3 separate regions of the Mus musculus genome follow, and regions 1 and 3 are each linked to region 2. Evidence: chromatin contacts called from public promoter capture Hi-C data. All regions are on one chromosome and are shown on one strand. Each heading gives the region's core, a stretch centred on a gene start, on an enhancer-like site or on the middle of the called end of the contact. The rest is flanking DNA. Distances are from core to core; before and after follow the strand shown. Region 1 holds the start of Zfp738 (zinc finger protein 738). Region 2 holds the start of Zfp458 (zinc finger protein 458). Region 3 holds the start of 9430065F17Rik (RIKEN cDNA 9430065F17 gene).

Region 1 (3,283 bases), core at 607-3,106, 410 kb before region 2:
TTATCCTAACCTTGCACAAGAAACTTAAAAATTATGGTTAAAACTGCCAGAGTTCCACTGACTTCAGCCTGCAGTTTCATTGCAAATTTAAGATTTTCTACTCACCCATATATTGTTAATTAAGATTATTACAAGAGTAATCATCTTTTGAAAGCACTAATACAGCTCACTTCATACAAAACTGTGACAGAGTTATCTAGTTATGTTTGTCTTTGTGAATAGATTAGACAATCACTTTGGCTATAGTTGCTGCCTGGCAGGAAACTGCAGTACGGGCAATTTTTTCACAACACTAAAGTTGTGAAGAACATTTTAACTGTAAGTCATCTTAAGAAAGAGTATCAAACTTTAGAGGCGTAGACGGTTACATTGTTCCTCTAGAATTGGTCCTTATTACAGGAGGGCCAAGATGCTCAGATTAAAAAAAGTATTTTACCTTTGAGTCAATGCAGGGCTCTGGGCAGCCCCAGAGCGGCTTGTGGCCTTCTTGTGTTTTGCAAACAGTGCCTGAGAAAGTTTTTCCCTGTGTCCAAGAAAATTTCTTTTTAACAGTGTTGCAGATCTATTCAGATGTTTAAAATAATGCTTAAATTCAAAGAGTTTTGCTTCAGGTGAACTGTAATCACTAGAAAATTTTGCCTCTAGGTATGGCTAATGTAACTTTACCTTATGTAAGAAAAATTTTTATTGTTTCTGCTTCTATACTTGAAGCCAAGAGTTTTAATCTTTCAGTGTATATTGTTTCCTAAGTGGAAAGTATTTTATTAACTAATGCTTCTTAAAGGAAGTTTACCTTAAATCCTTGCTCTCACCCAAAGGATTCAGAGACAATCCTTTTATTACTTAGGGATTTCGCACAGTCTCTGCTCTGAAACAGCTTGCTTTTGAATTATTGTGCCTCAGGGAAGTATGAAATCTTTTCTGTAATGCCATTTGTAGCTTTAACTCAAGCATGAACTACACAGGAATAAACCTTCCCACGAAAAGATGGGAATTCTCAATACTCCAAGTTTCCAGTCTAACTTCTTTAATACATCGACCTCGTTTTACAGTGATATGAACATATTTCTGATACCTTTATATTCCAGGAGGAACGATCTCAGTGTTCTGCTTAGGAGAAGTGAGGGAAGTACAAGGCAGCTACCAGTAATGTTCAAGTATTATCAAATGTGAATGATGACAGGATCAGTGGAGACAGGAAAATCAATAAAGAACATCAAACCAAACACAGAGGGAAATTGAAGAGCCAGTACACACACCATTGTGATCCTAGGAGCTGTGCCCCTCCTCTTGGGAGAGATTCAGAGGAGGAAAGCAAGTGCTCAGAAAATACTTGGTGGTGACTCACTTTGATTTCTAATTCTGTCTTAAGTACCTGGGATGGTTTCGATAACATCTTAAAGAGATAATGCCCACTCTTACATTATCTTCCTTTTTCATATTTTAAGTAAACCATGAAAGCATTAATTTTCCACTCCGTAGTAAGATGCTAATAAGTAGAGATGTGCTTTTTAAAAAACCAAAAACAACAATAACAACAAAAAAGATCCGAGCTTTAAACTCACAATGTTTTAGAAGAGATAACAAGGAAATGCGATAAACATTACTGTGAAACTCAGCTCACAGGCTAACATCGCGTGCTGTGACCAAAGACTTTTTTTAAAGCCCAATTTCCCTGTGGCTGCCCACATGCTGCAGCCTGTTTTTTTCTAACTTCAGCTGCCCAGAGCTGGGCTGCAAGGCAGGCAATGCACAAGACCTCTTCTGTGGGTCCCTGTAAGTCCTTCCAACTGACTTGTGGGAAGTGTAGTCCCGTCCCTTGTGAGGTCATCAGAAAGGGCCCTCGGAATCGAGCTTCCTTAGTCTTTCTTCAAACTTCACTCCTCAAATGTATGCAGTTGTCCTCAGCACTACATCTGGATTTCTGACATGGAGGTTGGTGCAGGGAGCAGCGCCATCTTTCAGGTCTGAGGGGCTGTGCAGGGTGGCAGGTAGGGCACGGAGGGAGCTGGCTCGGGCTTATTGAGAGGCAAGAAGCTGCTGACCTGGAGATGCTGTGCTGACCTAGGCTGGGCCGCTGCGCCTGGGCACGGGTTTGAAGGGGAAAAGACTGAAAACAACAGGATGGCAAGGGCAGGCTGGGTCAGCTGCCTGCCTGTTCCTGAGATGCTGACAAGAGCGCACTCATCATTACCTAGCTGGCCCGTTCTCACGTGACTGTAGTCAGATTCTCAGGACATACAGAGCACTTGACATGTAGCACCCTCTATACGTTATGTCTTGGACACCACTCCTGGTTTGTGCTCAAACAGCTTCCTAAAGTTCCTAGTGTCCAAGGAGCAAGAATCCTGTGAGGGAGGGCAAACTGTTGTGTGGGATGTTAGTTCCTGTTCCTTTGGAACGAATTGTTAGACTCACGGATGCCCTGATTCAAATAAGATTTTCTAATAGACACCTTTGTGACCTGAATGCGACAATACATGGATATAAAACCACAAAATAATCTTGTAGTTGGTATGAACCAGTGTTTGCACAATCCAAATAAATAGGATTTTACACTAAAGATTAAAAATCACTAGACAATAATACCTCAACAATTCTGAGTATGTGTTGTGTCCAAAATTTTGACTCCTTTTCAGATGTGAGAGACTTGACTTGGTGTGATGAGAAATGGCAGGGGGGGCTAGAAAGTCTGAAAGGGAAGGGGGAAATGGCTCTGCTCATCTTCCAGGCTCTGTACATTGCACTCTAATCTGCAAGGATCTGTACATTGCTCTCTAATCTGCCAGAGTCTGTACATTGTTGTCTCTTCACTTGCTTTTCTTCTTTGTGTTCATGTTATCAGCATTGTCTGAACTCTCTTAAATTTTCCTTTATCCCTTAATGTGACATTCATGTTTACTGACACACCCTTCTTAATAGTTTTAGAAAAAATTCTCCCAAGTTTTTCAACTGTATTTGAAAAGCTGTAAGATAGAACTGGAGAGATGGCTCAGTGGTTAAGATATCTGGCTGTTCTTCCAAAGGTCCTGAGTTTAATTCCCAGCAACCACTTGGTGGCTCCCGACTATCTATAATTGGATCTGATGTTCTCTTCTGGTGTGTCAGCAAAAGAATGCTCAAAGAAAGAAAAGAAAGAAAGAAAGAAAGAAAGAAAGAAAGAAAGAAAGAAAGAAAGAAAGAAAGAAAAATACTTTCGGTCTTATGGTTTACACATAGTATGTTTATGATCATTCAAAAATGCACAGTTCTCCTCTTGAAAGGTTAAGAGAATAGTTTAGTA
Region 2 (3,514 bases), core at 640-3,139:
AAGAATTTAATTACTCTCAACTACTGAACAATCTCTTTAGCTTACTGTAAGCATAGATTTTTAAAAGGAATTTGGCCACACATCACATTGAATGCAGAATGTTTCTATGGGAGAAACTTAAAGGATTAAGTGACTATAAAATGATAGTGTAGGCAATAAAGCTAAAACTTCCAACATGGTCTAAACAAGCATATAAGGCCTGAGAATCAGACTATGGTAAACTTTCTGTAAGTATGCCCGGGCCGCTAACACCATGCTGAATGAGGCTTTCTCTAGAGTCTGCATGTTCAGTTTGTGCCTACCTCCTTCTCTTGAATTAACCAATTTCACTAGGAGGAAATGGAAACTGCGGAACAGTTGAGGTTTCATCCTCACAGATCAGCTCCTCTCAGGTGAGTCAGTTCCCTCAGTCAGTACACTCACACATTGAAAGCCTAGCAGTACTTATGGTTGCTGGCAATGCCCTTCCCTGCAGCCTTCAGGAGTACAGACTAGTCATGAGTTCATTCTAAACAGACATGCCAATCAAGTGTCCAGGTGAATGTATTAGGGGTATTGTTTAATACTGCTTGATGACTCTAGTTTCTCTAAGAGGAGCTGTATCCCTGGCTTAGCACACTGCCTGGAATACAAGAATTGAATAGGAACTTCCCATAGTCTCTGCACTGAAACAGCTTCCTCATCAATCTGTATACATCGTGGAAGCATGAAGCCTTCCTTATAATGGGTGTGTACCTTTGTCTCAAACACAAACTGCCCAGCAATAAATCTTCCTAAGAAGAGATGGGCATTCTCAGTACTCCATGGTCCCAATGCAGCTTCTTTACTACACTGAGCTCACTTGACAATCGTAGGGACATATTTCTAACACCTTTGTATTCAAGGAGGAATCATCTCAGTGTTCTGCTTAGAAGTGAGGGAAGTTCAAGACAGATAACAAATATTTAAATCGTCTGAAACATGAATCATGGCGTGATCAGGAGAGAGGAAATTCTATAAGGAACATCAAAGGGAACAAGGGAAATCCTATAGTGCACAGTGTACCAAGAGTCAGTAGACTCACCAGTGTGATCCCAGGAGCTCTGCACCTCCTGCTGGGAGATGGGGAGGAGGAAAGCCTGTGCTCAGAGAACACCCGGTGGTGACTAGTTTTGATTTCCTGTTCTTCTTCTTTTTTTTTTTTTAATTATTATTTATTTATTATATGTAAGTACACTGTAGCTGTCTTCAGACACTCCAGAAGAGGGCGTCAGATCTCATTACAGATGGTTGTGAGCCACCATGTGGTTGCTGGGATTTGAACTCCAGACCTTTGGAAGAGCAGTCGGGTGCTCTTACCCACTGAGCCATCTCACCAGCCTGATTTCCTGTTCTTCTGTTTTAAGCACCTGAGATGCTGCATGTCAGGCGGGATCACCAAGCGTGGTTTCATTAAAGAAATGCACAGTCCTACATTACCGTCCTGCTTCCTTATTTTTAAGTAAAGCAGACCATGAAAGCATGATTTCCCATGTGTTAGTATGATTTCATAAGTAGGTTTGAGCTTTAAAATCACGTTTTAGCAGAAATAACTAGCATGATTAACATTACTGAGAAAGGCTCGACTCACAGGCTAACATCGCATGCTGAGACCACAGCACTTCAAAAAAGCCCGAATGCCCTGTGGCTGCCCATGTGCAGAAGACTGTTTCTTTCTAATTCCACTTGCTCACAGTAGGGCAGGTACCCAGGCAGTGCACAAAACCCATTTGGAGTGTTCCTGGAAGTCCTTTGCACTGACTTGTGGGAAATGTAGTCCCAACAATTATGACATCACCAGAAGGGGCTGTCAGTATTGAACTTCCGGGTTCGTTCTTAAACCTCGCTTCTCCCCCAAAGTTAGGGGACTGTCCTGCTCAGAACTGGGCTTGGATCTCTGACATGGAGGTTGGTGCAGGGAGCAACGCCGTCCTGCAGATCCAGAGGGACTGTGCAGGGTGGCGGGTCGGGCGCGGAGGGAGCTGACTCAGGCTGGTTGGGAGACAGGGGAAGCTGCTGACCTGGAGATGCTGTGCTGACCTAGGATGGGCCACTGCCCCCGGGAACAAGATTGAAGAGGAGAAGGTTGGAAAACAACAGGATGGCCAGGGCAATCTGGTTCTGCTGACTGCCTGTGCCTGAGATGCTGAAGGGAGCGCACTCAACTTTGCTGAAGAACATGCTCTGCCTAGCTGACCCGTGATCACATGGCTATAGTCAGATTCTCGGGATTTACAGAACTTCCTAAATTTCCTAGTGTGCTGGAACAGAAAGTCTTGTGAGGGCAACTGTTGTGTGGAATGTTAGTTCCTATTCCCTTGGAATGAATTGTTAGATTTATGGACGCCTCCGTTTGAATAGGAATTTCTAATAGACACCGCTGTGACCTGAATCATCACAATACATGGCTGTATAGCCACAGAATAATCTTGGAATTGGTATGAACCCGTGTTTGCACAATCCAAATAATTAACCTTTCTTTCCCCTTACCTCTGGTACGTGGGCTAGAGGGAAAGTTGAAGCGTTCAAGAACTCTAATTAAGTAAGTCTTGAAATTTCTAAGCCTACAGTATGATGTTTTCTAGTTCCATCCATTTGCCTGAAAAATTCTTGATATCCTTATTTTCAATAGCTGAGCAGTATTTCACTGTGTAAGTGAACCACATTTTCTTTATCCATTTGTTCATCGAGGGATATCTGTATTGTTTCCAGATTCTGGATATCATGAATGAAGTTGCTCTGAATGTAGTTGAGTAAGGTGCCTTGTAGTTTGGTGGAACATCTTTTGGGTATATGACCGTGGTATAGCTGGGTCTTGAGGTAGAACTATACCCAATTATCTGAGGAGCTGCCAAATTGATTTCTATAGTGGTTGTGCAACTTGACACTCCCTCCAGCAATGGAGGCGTGTTCTCCCTGATTCACATCCTTGCCAGCATGTGCTGTGGCTTGCGTTTTTGATTTTGGCCATTCTGCTGGGTGTAAAGTAGAATCTCAGTCACCTTGGTTTGCATTTTCCTGAAGGCTAAGAATGTTGGACCTTTTAAAGGTCTTTCTTGGCCATTAAAGATTCCTCTATTGAGGAATTCTCTGCTTAGCTCTTTAACCCATTTTTAAATTGGCTATTTGGGTTGTTGGTGTCTACCTTTTTGAGTTCATTATATTTTTTGGGTGTCACCCCCCCCACCCCCATGAGGCATAGGGTTGATGAAGATCTTTTCCCCTTCTGTAGGCTACCAATTTTTTCCTATTGACAGCGACCTTTGCCTTGCAGAAGCTTTTCAGTTTCATGAGGCCCCATTTATTAGTTACTGATCTTAGTGCCTGAGCTATTTGGTGTTCTGTTCAGGAGGTTGTCTCCTGTACCAGTGTGTTCAAGGCTACTTTATACTTCCTCTTGTATTAGACTTAGTGTATCTGGTTTTATGTTGAGGTCTTTGATCCATGTGGACTTGAGTTTTTGCAGGATAATAAATTGGATCTATTTACATTTTCT
Region 3 (3,506 bases), core at 450-2,949, 280 kb before region 2:
TGTCTGCTGCATGTATTCTGGATAAATGATTCTCTCAGAAAGTGGTCATTTGTGTGAAGGAGATGGGTGTTGTTTTTAGAAGTTATGTCCTTCTAAAATGAAAGCAAAAAGGACCAAATACCCTGTACCTGACTGTGTGCTTTCATCACTAAGGCCCAAATATTTGTAAACCCTGAGACTTCTTAATCACACTCTTCTCTCCAAATTGAATTCATATTTGCAGAGACTGTATTATTCATTCTTATCTATAGAAATATTGGCATTTGTGTCACCTAATAGTTATTTTTATTTTTTTCTATATGAGTACACCATAGCTGTCTTCAGACACACCAGAAGAGGGCACTGGATTGGGATCCACAGATAGTTGTAAGCTACCACGTGATTGCTGGAATTGACCTCAGGACCTCTGGAAGATCAGTCAGTGCTCTTAACCGCTGAGCCATCTCTCCAACCACCCTCCCCAACCAGTTATTAAAACTCCTTCTTAAACATTTCAGGGAAGAATAAAAAAGGACACAAGTAAGTTTCTTTCTTTCTTTCTTTCTTTCTTTCTTTCTTTCTTTCTTTTTTTTTTTTTTTTTTTTTTTTTTTTTTTTTTTTTTTTTGGTTTTTCGAGACAGGGTTTCTCTGTATAGCCCTGGCTGTCCTGGAACTCACTGTGTAGACCAGGCTGGCCTCCAACTCAGAAATCTGTCTGCCTTTGCCTCCCAAGTGCTGGGATAAAAGGCATGCGCCACCACTGCCCGGCAGGACACAAGTTTCTTATTAAAAAAAAAAAAAAAAAAAAAAGACTTTCCTTCTCAGCTGAGATTTAGCTTCCTTGTGAACCACTGTCCGTCACGAGTCCAGACTCTTCTTTCTAAAAAGGTTTGTTCTTTGGTCTTTGGCATGACCAGTACAGCACTAGATATTTACGAGGAGATAGGAGGTCCCAATGGTGCCAATCTATCTTTATTCATTCATTCATTATTTCTATGTTCCCAGTTAGATTCTCTGAGTTCTTTACAAGTGAATTCTAGAGAGCTGGGCTTTTAATTTTGTTCTATAATTTTAAATCATATCTGTGCACCTTGACCTGTGCACTACACTGTATGGATTCCAATGTTCACACTAAGACTTTTTTTCCAGCTGTGGCAAACTGGTTATTTTATTTAACTACAGGACGAGATTGTCTATTGTAGTGGTGTATTTATAACTAAAGCCTTCTTCATCCCAGGCAAGCAGGGACTTTACCCCTAAGATGCTCAGTAACCCTTTTTTGTAGTTTGTACCTTTTGCCCAGGTTATCCTTGGATTTGGCATCCTTCTGTCTTAAGCTCCTGAGCATCTGCGAAGACACGGAGTGACAAATAGGCTGATTGTAAAATCATCTTAACAGAAAGTGGTCATTTCCATACAATTTTTTGCTGATTTATTTTAAAGTTAAATTGAGTCAACGTGAATTTTACATATGGAATAAACCTCATAATAAGTAGACTTTGAGTTTTAAATCAGTACAGATTGACCAGAAATAATCAGCAAACATTAGAGTCAAAGGCTCGACTCACATTCAAACATCTCCGGTAGTGAACCCGGGATTTTAAAAGCAGCCCGACTCCCTATGGCTGTCCCAGTGCAAAAAATGCTCGCGTTCCCATCCATCCTCACCTGCAGAGGTGAAGAAACACAGGAAACACACACGTCACCAGCCTGTTTTCCTGGCGCCTCGTCGCACAGACTTGTGGGAAGTGTAGTCTTCCGTTGGATCGCTTCACAAGGAGCCATTGTGGAAACGGCACTTCCGCATTGCGACTGCACTAGTGCATTTTCTCTCAAAGTTGGGCGATTCTCTGGTCCTGCTCCGCGCTCGGCTTGCATCGCTGACATGGAGGTTGGTCCAGGGTGTCGCGTACCGCTGCAGGTCGGAGGGACCGAGGGCGGGTCCGGCCCGGAGGCGGCGGAGGAGGGGTGGCCCGGAGGCGGGAAGAACAGACTTGGTGGAGCCCTGCTGACCTAGGCTGGGCCACAGCGTCTGGAAGCCTGCTGGGGCCGGGGAGAGGGCATGCGGTTGGTGCTGGAAGTGAACGCTCTTGTGAGCTCAGAGTAGCTGCCTGGGTCTCTTATAGAGGCTGTATTGGTAAGAAAGGAATTGGGAATATGAAAATCCAGGATTGCTCGGACAGGCGGGTCTGCTCGTAACCTGTACCTGGAAGTGGTGGTGGTGGACTCATACATCTCAGATTGGCTATGGACCCACGCCTTCCCCGCGCTTGTCAGTTTTCTCAGGACACCTAGACCAAGTGGAGATCTGGCCCCTCCTGTACTTTATAGCCGGCCTAATACTTTTAGTTTGTATTGATAGAAGTTCATAGAGTTACTAGTTTCCAAGGACGGAGAGTTTTGCGAGAGAGATTGATGCATGGGATGTTAATCCCATTTTCATTGGAACAGAGATTTATGGACTGCCGTTTTAAATAGGAATACTTAATGATCACTGCTGTGACCTGAATCCTCAGACTAACACCCCCATGCAGAGCTAGAATGATCCCCTAAAGGAAAAGATTCTAGCTTTGCAAAACAAGAAATTACTGATCCTGCACTGTACTGGAGAAGAATAACTCATCCAATTCCATTGGGAATTATGATGCCATTAGTTTGTGGGAGATGAGTTGGCTAGAGGCTACAAGGGTGTCTAGGGATTGACTGTAAGGGGACAGAGGTGCTTGAGTTTCTCTGGGAAAGAGAAATAGTCCTGCCTACCTGACCGGATGCTTACAGTGCTCTCTGATCGATCCCATGGTTTTCTCCCGTCGTTGTCCACTGCATACTGTGTCTAAAACTGTCACTAGTTGTGGGATCTGTGTTCCACGAGTGCCCTTAAACAGTTCGTCCGGAACCGTTTCTCCCAAGTTTTTATACTGGGTCAAAAGAGTAAGAGATGACTTTAAGAGCTATGGTTCACTCGGGATCCTGTAGTTTTTTCACAGTGGGCTGCTCACATAGTCTTTTGTTTGTACAAGTGAAAATATGAGGGAAGGAATTACTCATTTTAGAAACTCACATATAGTGACGTTGTTGTATTACACATGTCGTCCTTACAAAGACTCTGATAGGAAAGTTTGCAGGATGGCGATGATGATGCTCACCATCCCCTGGTGATCTGTGTGACATCTGTTGGTTAACATGGAGAGAAGATACGGAAGGTATTTGTATAGATTTGGATGGGAGGAATAAAAAATGTGAAGCACGGATTTTTGTCATTTTTCTCCTTTTGGTTTATAAAGATTTCTGTTCTTGAGTCTGTCGGTAGTTGTTTTCAAATGCAAGTGATGTATTTTGAGTTGAAAAGTATGCGTCAGATTGTTTGGCAGACTTTTTCAAAGACACGCAGTTATTATCTTCTTTGAGGTGGCTTCATAAAAACAAATCAGTTGGATGAGAATCTGAGCCTCCACTGTTTACAGGATGGGCTGCGCTTAGTATTTCTTTAGGCACAAGTAGTAACATTGTACTGAATATTTAAGATC

What was found. Capture Hi-C pulls out chosen DNA fragments and counts their contacts.
Region 1: a contact with region 2 is called in a promoter capture Hi-C map of adipose tissue. The contact joins the promoter of Zfp738 here to the promoter of Zfp458 in region 2. A contact is called at or near these places in 1 of 115 datasets of contacts at active chromatin or transcription factors (bone marrow-derived macrophages) and 3 of 9 other capture datasets (adipose tissue, liver and macrophages).
Region 3: a contact with region 2 is called in a promoter capture Hi-C map of liver. The contact joins the promoter of 9430065F17Rik here to the promoter of Zfp458 in region 2. A contact is called at or near these places in 1 of 39 promoter capture datasets (erythroid cells), 2 of 484 Hi-C or Micro-C datasets (CD4 T cells and CD8 T cells), 1 of 115 datasets of contacts at active chromatin or transcription factors (bone marrow-derived macrophages) and 3 of 9 other capture datasets (adipose tissue, liver and pancreatic islet).

The regions. Positions count from the first base shown.
Region 1 is chr13:67,682,085-67,685,367 of GRCm38.p6, reverse strand. It overlaps Zfp738 (zinc finger protein 738), which reads left to right and starts at 1,856. Exons shown (of 4, transcript NM_001001187.3): 1 at 1,856-1,965. The coding sequence starts at 1,930.
Region 2 is chr13:67,267,443-67,270,956 of GRCm38.p6, reverse strand. It overlaps Zfp458 (zinc finger protein 458), which reads left to right and starts at 1,889. Exons shown (of 4, transcript NM_001001152.2): 1 at 1,889-1,926. The coding sequence starts at 1,921.
Region 3 is chr13:67,551,395-67,554,900 of GRCm38.p6, reverse strand. 9430065F17Rik (RIKEN cDNA 9430065F17 gene) reads right to left here and starts at 1,699. Exons shown (of 5, transcript NR_131100.1): 1 at 1,648-1,699; 2 at 1,272-1,327. It overlaps Zfp748 (zinc finger protein 748), which reads left to right and starts at 1,749. Exons shown (of 4, transcript NM_001035231.3): 1 at 1,749-1,870. The coding sequence starts at 1,865.